Regions from separate parts of the Sus scrofa genome. Here region 1 is linked to region 2. A link is a contact called in public Hi-C data. All regions are on one chromosome and are shown on one strand. Each heading gives the region's core, a stretch centred on a gene start, on an enhancer-like site or on the middle of the called end of the contact. The rest is flanking DNA. Distances are from core to core; before and after follow the strand shown. Region 1 overlaps LOC110255981 (a long non-coding RNA gene). Region 2 has its middle 110 kb from the start of FAM20A.

The links. A called contact is a pair of places that touch in the nucleus more often than the background predicts.
Region 1: a Hi-C map of embryonic fibroblasts shows a contact between it and region 2, with 2.3 times the contacts expected there. The contact joins two enhancer-like sites. A contact is called at or near these places in 7 of 47 Hi-C or Micro-C datasets (adipocytes, embryonic fibroblasts, fibroblasts and 3 more) and 1 of 2 datasets of contacts at active chromatin or transcription factors (alveolar macrophages).

The regions. Positions count from the first base shown.
Region 1 is chr12:11,587,066-11,591,206 of Sscrofa11.1, reverse strand. All of the region lies in intron 1 of LOC110255981 (a long non-coding RNA gene), which reads left to right. Among named protein-coding and RNA genes, the nearest start is that of FAM20A, 17 kb to the left of the region's middle. Within about 2 kb of position 2,851, at least 3 of the 83 cell types and tissues checked have an H3K27ac peak or open chromatin away from gene starts, as enhancers often do. A contact at or near this core is called in embryonic fibroblasts, where this site is marked.
Region 2 is chr12:11,496,346-11,500,429 of Sscrofa11.1, reverse strand. No RefSeq gene overlaps it. Among named protein-coding and RNA genes, the nearest start is that of FAM20A, 110 kb to the left of the region's middle. Within about 2 kb of position 1,864, at least 25 of the 83 cell types and tissues checked have an H3K27ac peak or open chromatin away from gene starts, as enhancers often do. A contact at or near this core is called in embryonic fibroblasts, where this site is marked.

The DNA.
Region 1 (4,141 bases), core at 1,602-4,101, 90 kb before region 2:
CAGGGCTGAGAATCATTGTTCGCTGGGCATGATAAGCCATAGAAAGTACTCAGCTGAGGCTGTGACTCCAGGGTTTGTAGCAGAATCAGTTGGCATGGTTTTAGAATTTCCTCCAGCAATATTCGACAGTCTGGGAGGAGGAACAAAGAAAATGGGTGGTTGCCTTTATTCAGAGTCAGGAATTGCTTAAAAAAAAAAAAAAAGACATGGCAGAAAATCAAGGGGTTTGAAGGTGTGAAGATTTTGAAAGTTCGCTGTCTTAACCTCAAAGTGTGACTTAACAGAGCCTTATGGGGCTGGGGAGGGGCACTGTTGGAGCTAAGCCTTTCGTGGCCCTTTATCCTTGATTTGTAAAATTCTGTGATGACTTGCCTTTGATGTGGGTCTCTTTTTGCTTCTGAGGCTGGGCTCCTAGAACGCTCTTTCAAACTAGAGGTTCCTTTCTCCCTGTATTTATATATTTTCTTCCTGCTGTTTCCTGTTTTGGAACTAGGGCTCCTGTTCCTATTGTTTGGCTGTTAGACCTTCTGGATTGATCCTTTCTCTCATATCTCTCTCCCCTCACCCAATATTTTTCATCTCTTTATCTTTCTTTGTTCTCTTTCTGGGAGAGAAACCAGGATGAACTCTATCTTCAAGTTTATCACGAGACATTTTTATTTAAAAATTTGCCTTCCAAAATAAAATAAAATAAAAAGGAGTTCCCGTCTTGGCTCAGCAGTTAGCAAACCTGATTAGCATCCATAAGGATGTAGGTTCGATCCCTGGCCTCACTCAGTGGGTTAAGGATCTGGCTTTGCTGTGGCTGTGGTGTAGGCCAGCAGCTGTAGCTCTGATTAGACCCCTAGCCTGGGAACCTCGATATGCCATGCCTGTGGCCCTAAAAAGACAAAACATAAATAAATAAAAAATAAAAAAAATTGTCTTTACTTGTTGGCAACTCTTCTTTGCTCCTCGATTAATAAATCCTTGTTTTATGGATATATTATCTCCTCATATCTCTCCAAGAATTCCTGGATTCTCTGTTCCCATGCTTTCCCTCCCTCCCTTCCTTCCTTCCTTATGTCTCTTTTTTCCTTAATTAACCTAAGTTCTAAGCAAATTGAGATATAAGGCAAGAAAAAAAAAAGTGAGGCAGACAAGAGGTCGAGAGGTGAAAACACCACTTTTATTTAATATTGAAAGCTCAGGTAGGGATGTAGCTTAGGGTGAGAGCCAAGTGGGCCTGTGAATTGAACCCCAGAATTGTAGACTTCTATACCCAGTCATGGGCAGTGCTTGACCCAGGCAGGGCTCCTCTGCAGGTGAGACTTCTATAGGGAGGAGCAGAAGGAAACATGCTCTGCCCTGGACAGACTCCCCAAAACAAAGAGAGGAGCCGAACGAAGCCTGTTAAGTTCTTCCCACATTAACCATTCTTCCCCACGGGAGGAGCAAGTGAGAATCTGGGAGAGGCCAAGAGTGTGTCCCATCTCCACTTGGGAAGGAGACACCAGAAGTTGGTAAGTTTCCCTGCTACCCTCTCCTGGGGGTAGAGGGTGAGTTCCTGGCCCCTGGCATTCTGTGTGTAAGAGCAGGTAAAGGTGTTGATGGTTATAAAGGTTGACTGCCGCCCTGACTTCCAGGATGACTCCGTATGTCCCCCTTCCACACCCTGTGATGTCAGAAGTCCCCAGTTTATGTGTCACTATGAGGCTGACCGTGGGGAGAAGCAGTTATTTTCTCAAGCCTCTGCTTTTATTCATGGCGTTATCTGCCCTCCTAAATAAGCTACTCCCTCTGTCTTGCTTTCCACTCTTTAAAATTCTCTCGATCTCTCCTATTCATAGATATCTCTTCTCCTGAAGTCACTGTCCTTGAGGATAATTTTATTCCTTTACTATGGAAACAGGTGCATAGAAGCCACAAGCTCTGGATTCTTACACTGGCTTTGTCACAAACTAATTATATGACTTCGGACAAGTTACTTGGCCTCTCTATGTCTTAGACTTTTCATCTGTAAAACAAAATGTTACAAGGTTTTGTTACCAAGTCCAAGATTGTATTGCTTACTGCACCACAGGCCAATGGCTGGAGAGACAATTGTTGGGACAAGGAACAGAGACTTTATTTGGAAAGAGAGCAGATTGAGGAGATGGTGGACTAGTGTCCCAAAGAACCATCTTACCTGAGTTAGAATACACTAAAAGGGGAGGGGAGTGTGGTCGGTTATTGCAAACTTCTTGGTGTAGGAATCCTTTGTTCTTGCAGCTATCCATGTAAGTCAGGTCAAGATGTTCTGTTAACCTCTAACTAGACAAATGTTATTCTCTGTCCTGCAACTGTTTCTCTCTCTATGAATGGAAAAAATGTGTTGTATCTCTAAAGGGCAGAGCCTTGAGAATGGGCTCTCCTGTTTATTTCAGGCAATAGGCAACATTCTGCTAGTGATTAACTTATAGCAAAAGCAATAGAACTCAAAGCCTAAAGTAAAAGAACAGATTCAATATGGAGTCATATTTGTTCTTCCCTGTAAGAGTTTAATGTTGTAATACCTGTAAAATGTTCATATCAATGTCTCACACATGGTGATAAATGTTAATTATCATCATTATAATTTCATTATCTTCTTGGCAGAGTTTGGGGAAGGGTAGGATGTAAATGTGAGTTCCTAACCCCATCTTTCCACTCAGTCTTCATAGTTCTCATTTTTATTGGTGTTCCACCCAGCTTGCGATTTCCATGAAGGCAGCGTTGATCTTTCTCTTATTCTTCGCTCTATCCATTTTACTTGGTGTCACACATAGCATGTGGTATGTGTCCAGGAAATATTTGTGGAGTGAATCAGTGAAAACAAATTCACTCATAATACTTCTTGTAGGAGGCACTATTGTGTAGTTATTGAGAACATGTGCTTTTGAATCAGACTTCTTGGGCTTGAGTTATTGCTGAGTCATTAACTGGTTGTATAACCTAAGATGCAGTTAAAAAAAAAATTTTTTTTTAAGGGCTGTGCCTGTGGCGTATGGAAGTTCCCAAGGGTAGTTGTGAGGGAAACCACATAAACCTTAGCACAGAGCCTAGCACGTGGTACATACGTGCTCAGTAAGTATTAGCTGTGAAGATGAGGACCATGGCAAAGATGGCCATGGCAATGACAATGATAAGAGCAATGGTGATGACGATGTTGCTAGTGATGCTAGGGACAAAATGACTCCGCTGGCTTGAGATGCCAGTAAGTGCAGAGGTCATATGCTCTGGTTAGTCAGCTGAACCTGGAATTAAATGTCTGTTCCGTCTCACTGATTGCACGGCGGCCGTGGGCAAGCTCCTCAATCTAGTTACACTTCAGCATCTTTGTCTGCAAAAACAGTCACTCTTTCACAGGGCTGTTGGGAAGTTCAAATAGGACATTGTATGCCATATGTCATCAGCTCAAGGATGCACATTGTTCTTATTTTAACACCTGTGAAATCAAGGATGCATCTTCCAGTTATTTCCAGGTGGTGCATACATTTGATATTTGTGAAGCGGGTATTCATCATTGGAGAAAGGACCACAGTTCCATGTTTTTACCTGCAAAACAATGACTGCGTCATGAGACCTAAAGAAGGGATTCCTGAATACATAAGGCTGTTTTATGTATTTCTTTTTTTGGGAAACACATGTGGGAAGAATTACCTGAGGCATATGGAAGTTCCTGGGCCAGGGATTGAATCTGAGCTGTAGCTGCAACCTACACTGCAGCTGCAGCAATACCAGACCCTCCTAACCCATTGCACCAGGCCGGGGATCAAACCCATACCTCCACCGTGACCTGAGCTGCTGCAGTTGGAGTCCTAACCCACTGCACCATAGCGGGATCCCTGGAGGAGTTTTTGATTCCCATGCCAAGCTATGTAATTGAAGGCAGGAGAAATTGTGACATTCCACAGACTAGAGGAAAGAAATTTCAAAGCAACGAGAGGTTGTTGTGATTGATTGCAGCATGATCAAGAAAGTACCAACATCAAAAGTTTCAGAACAGGTGTCAGTGTTAAAAGAAAATCCTAGGGGAGAATCATCAGTTGCCTGAAGCTCGATTTCATGTGGAAAAACATGGATATTGAAGGCTCTGATTTGAAAAACAATTTAGAACATTCAGACTCTGAACGTTTAAAAT
Region 2 (4,084 bases), core at 615-3,114:
ACCCCAGTCCCCTAGTTTTATTCCAAGACAACATATTTTTCTGAGATGGTCCAGGACATTTCTACAGAGTTTGAAAACTGTCACATGCAATTGTCTTCAACAACAAATTGCTGCCACACAGGGTCCCTGATATAAGGCCCTTGTCTTCTCAAAGACTTCAGACTAAGTATGTCTTTTTTTCATGGCTCTTATGACTATGACAGTCTACCAGGGGTGGTGTAGGAACTTGAACTAGGGGGCAAAGCTGCTTGCTCTTTTGGACAAAGAAAAGGGGTGACACGTGCGTTCCTAGGAGAACGTTGGGGCTTTTATCGTTAAAGAAAAAAAGCATTACTGCCCTAGGGTTATGGCTTTGGTTGGGAGGGAGCTGAAGAATAGAGCTTTTCTTTCTTTCTTTCTTTTAAATTTTTTGGTAATCCAGCTGTCTTTCAAAGGACTGAAGGTGGCTGAAGGACACTTTCAAACAATCGGGAAGGGGAGGTATCCACTGATGCCAGTGGCGGAATAGCTGACAGGGCTCAAGGTGACCTTGAGTGGAGATGCCTGTGTGAGTTGGAAAGGATGGGAAAGGGCCCATCAGAAGTAGGAAAGAGCGGATGCTCCTACCGTGGTTTAGTAGGTTAAGAACTTGACATATTGTCCGTGAGGCTCCAGGTTCGATCCCAGGCTTCGCTCAGTGGGTCAAGGATCTGGGGTTGCCACAAGGTCACAGAGGCGGCTGGGATCCTGCGTTGCTATGGCTGTGGCATAAGCTAGCAGCTGCAGCTCCGATTTGATCGGCTAGCCTGGGAATTTCCACATGCTGCAGGCATGGCCAAAAAAAAAAAAAAAAAAGAAGAAGAGAGCAGCTTTTAATCTACTCTCTGTTTTATAATCTCAGGCTCGGAAAACTGCCATGGGACTTGGCTTTTGTCAACTATCAGGATGCTGTGGGTGACCACAAAAATCCCACTCACTCTAAGACTAATGCTGTGAACTCTGGAATTCCCCAGCATGGCAAGGTGGACCACGAGTGGAGGTCTTTGCCTACACACCCAACCCTAGGCTACACAGAGGGATTATACTATTATTCAGCATTTCCAAAAGGCTCTTCCAAGGACGATGACCCCAATGATGCAAATCGAGAGATACTCCGGGAAAAAGTCATGTATGTTTCAGTAAGTTTGGAAAACATGTGGTTAAAGGAGTTAAACCATTTATTTCCTACAGGATGTCTCAGGGCTCCTAGTCTGCCGTGCCGAATTGTGTATCTCTAAGAAGGAGACGGTGTGTTTATTTCTGCAGTCAGGCTCCAGTGTGAAAAGTAGGTGATTCTGCATACTCTTGGGTTATACCAGTAACTCTACATTGTTGCCTCTGCTTAAAACTACAGAATCCGACATGGATTTGTGTCCTTGTGGGACCGTGTATGCTCTAAGAATAAACCAAACCAATGCCATATCTACAAGGAAAGGATTGTTGGCGGGGGGGGGGGGGGGAATTGGGTTGTAGGGAGGAAGAAGGCAGAGATTTGGAAAGTCAGCACCTCTGATTAAAGGTCAAGTGTCCATGATTCTAATTCTGAATCCTGGGATGACCTCTGCAGGGTCGCTCAACGTTTCTGGCCTGGTTTCCCCATACGCAAAGCAAAGCAGAAACCTGAAATGTAAGGGCATCAGAGACTTGGCGAAGATGACAAGGATTAAGCAAGCCCATGCCGTTAAAATGTTTTGAGCTCTGTGGTCAAATACATGGCCTAATGACAGGGTATGGTCTTGGCCACCAGCAGGATTAACTGAGGGGTTTGCCCAGCAGGCACAGACAGACTCTGTTCCCGCAGAACTGCGGGCAGCTGAAGTCCTGTGCAATCCGTGTGAGTCACGCCCTGTATGTACAAACACGCAAGCTGGCACCAAGGCCCTGCCCTGGGGCTATCATGGCTCACCTCCCCAAAAGACAGCCCTGAAGACTTGAAAAGAAAGGAACCCTAAACCGTGAGAGGTGGCCTTTCTGCTGGAGCAGGCAGAAACAAGACAAAATGGTACCTTCAACCCATATGGTACCCTCTTAGGGCTTTTCCTACACACTGGCAGTTTTAGGGCACTGCTCCAGTGGTTATTTGCCTAGTGTGTGCTAAATCCTACCAAAAAGATGGGATGCCCAAGAAAGGATACATCTAAAAAGTAATTTTCGGTGTCGGTGGTGGTGATGGCAAGCTTGTGTACACTGGGCATTAGGCAGTATCCTTCGTCTATATTTTATGCTTCCTCCTCCCTTGGCTGAGTCACTGGAGTTTCTTGGAATTAAAAAACCTGTGAGGCGTGGCCCGCAGCAGAGAAGCCTGATTCCTTTGAGTAGAGCAAGAGCGCCACCTTAAGTTGCATTCGAGTACTGCAGCCTCTACTTGAAAAGCTGTTCTGAAATGGAGCCCACGGAGAGACCTGATTCTCGTTTGCAACAAGCAGCAGTGCCATGGGAGTCTCAGGACTCGCTAGAAATCTTAAATTCTAACTCGCCATTTTGATTTCCATCATCATTTTGGGGCTCCTGGTTAATGACGTCCTCCCTCGAGACTTGAATTTAACCCCAAGTCCCAAAACAGATCAGATCCTTGAGCCGTTTCTACACAGCGGAGAAAACAGGGTGAAACGATTTGAAGCTTTCTTTCCTGGGGCTTCTTGCCAGGTGGGCTGCGCTGGTGACTTGTCCCTGTTGTGCCTCTTGCCTTCTCTCCACATTGTCCCCCAGCCCAGCCTCTGACTCTGCTTGCTTTACCTGTTTCTGTTCTCTGCCTCATACTATCCTAATATGAACCAGATGATACCGTCAAGAAATCGGTTGTGATGTCTAAGCGAAGACAGTCGGTGGATGGAGGATGCTCTTACCGAGGAATGTCGGCTTCGGGATGTTGGTTTCTAGTCTAGCCGTACATCAGAGGGACTGTGCGAGTCTCCTCTGTAGAGGGCGCCACAGTGATAGTTGCTAAGACCAGCCCGGATTGAATCTCAGCTCTGATGATTTATTTATTCATTCCGTATTAATTGAGCATCTGCTTCTGTTAAATACTGTTCTTGTGTGGGGGATTTATCAAGGAATAGGAAATATAAAAATCCTTGTCCTCATGGAACTTATGCTACAGCAGAAGGAGGCCAAGAGTAAGCATTATAAGCAAGGAAATCGGAGCTCCCCTTGTGGCTCAGCCAGTTAAGAACTCAACGTAATCTTCATGAGAATGTGGGTTTGATCCCTGGTCTCGCTCAGTGGGTTAAGGGTCCAGCATGGCCACAAGATGCGGTGTAGGTGCAGATGCAGCTCAGATCTGGGGTTGCTGTGGCTGTGGCGAAGGCCGGCAGCAGCCGCTCCTGTTGGACCCCCAGCCTCCAGACATCCACATGCCGCAGGCGTGGCCCTAAAAAGAAAATAAATAAATAAATAAAAATTTAAAATGAGCCTAGATAAAGTTACCAAGGGAATGAGTATAAGGAGAAGCAACATAAGGAAGATCCTAAAACAGAGGTTCTTGGCCGGGGGTCTGACTAGTGTCTTAAAGAGGAGCGTCAGGAGTTCACGCGAGAACTCGTGCATGGCAGGTCAGAGTCGATTGCAGTATTTGCGCCTTTAACTGCGAAGGCACTTCCATGGGTGTCTTAATTGTCTGTGACACTTTTTTGTCTGTGTGCAGCCTACTTCCCCAAGACTCAGTTTTCCTATCTACAAAATGGGTATAATTACAGCACCTCATAGGGTTATTGTGATCATTGAATGAGAAACTATAAGTAGGGTACTTAGCCCAGTTCCTGGCGCAAAGCATGTGCTCAAAAACCTTAGCTCAATACAAGCTTATAGTAGCATTTGAGTCAAGATTCTGCCGCCCACCGTGGGAGAAACCAACTTTGCAGATTCTGTCTTATCCAGGCTTATTCTGTTTGAATTTCTATAGGATCTATAAAAACAGATACAATATTTTCTATGGGCGATAAAACAGAAACATAAAATATTGAAAGGAAACCCCACACAATGGAATAGACACATTTTCACCAAACACACTAAGGTCCTAAAAGATGCAAAGAAATTCTGAGCAGCAATTGATGATGAAGATGATGAA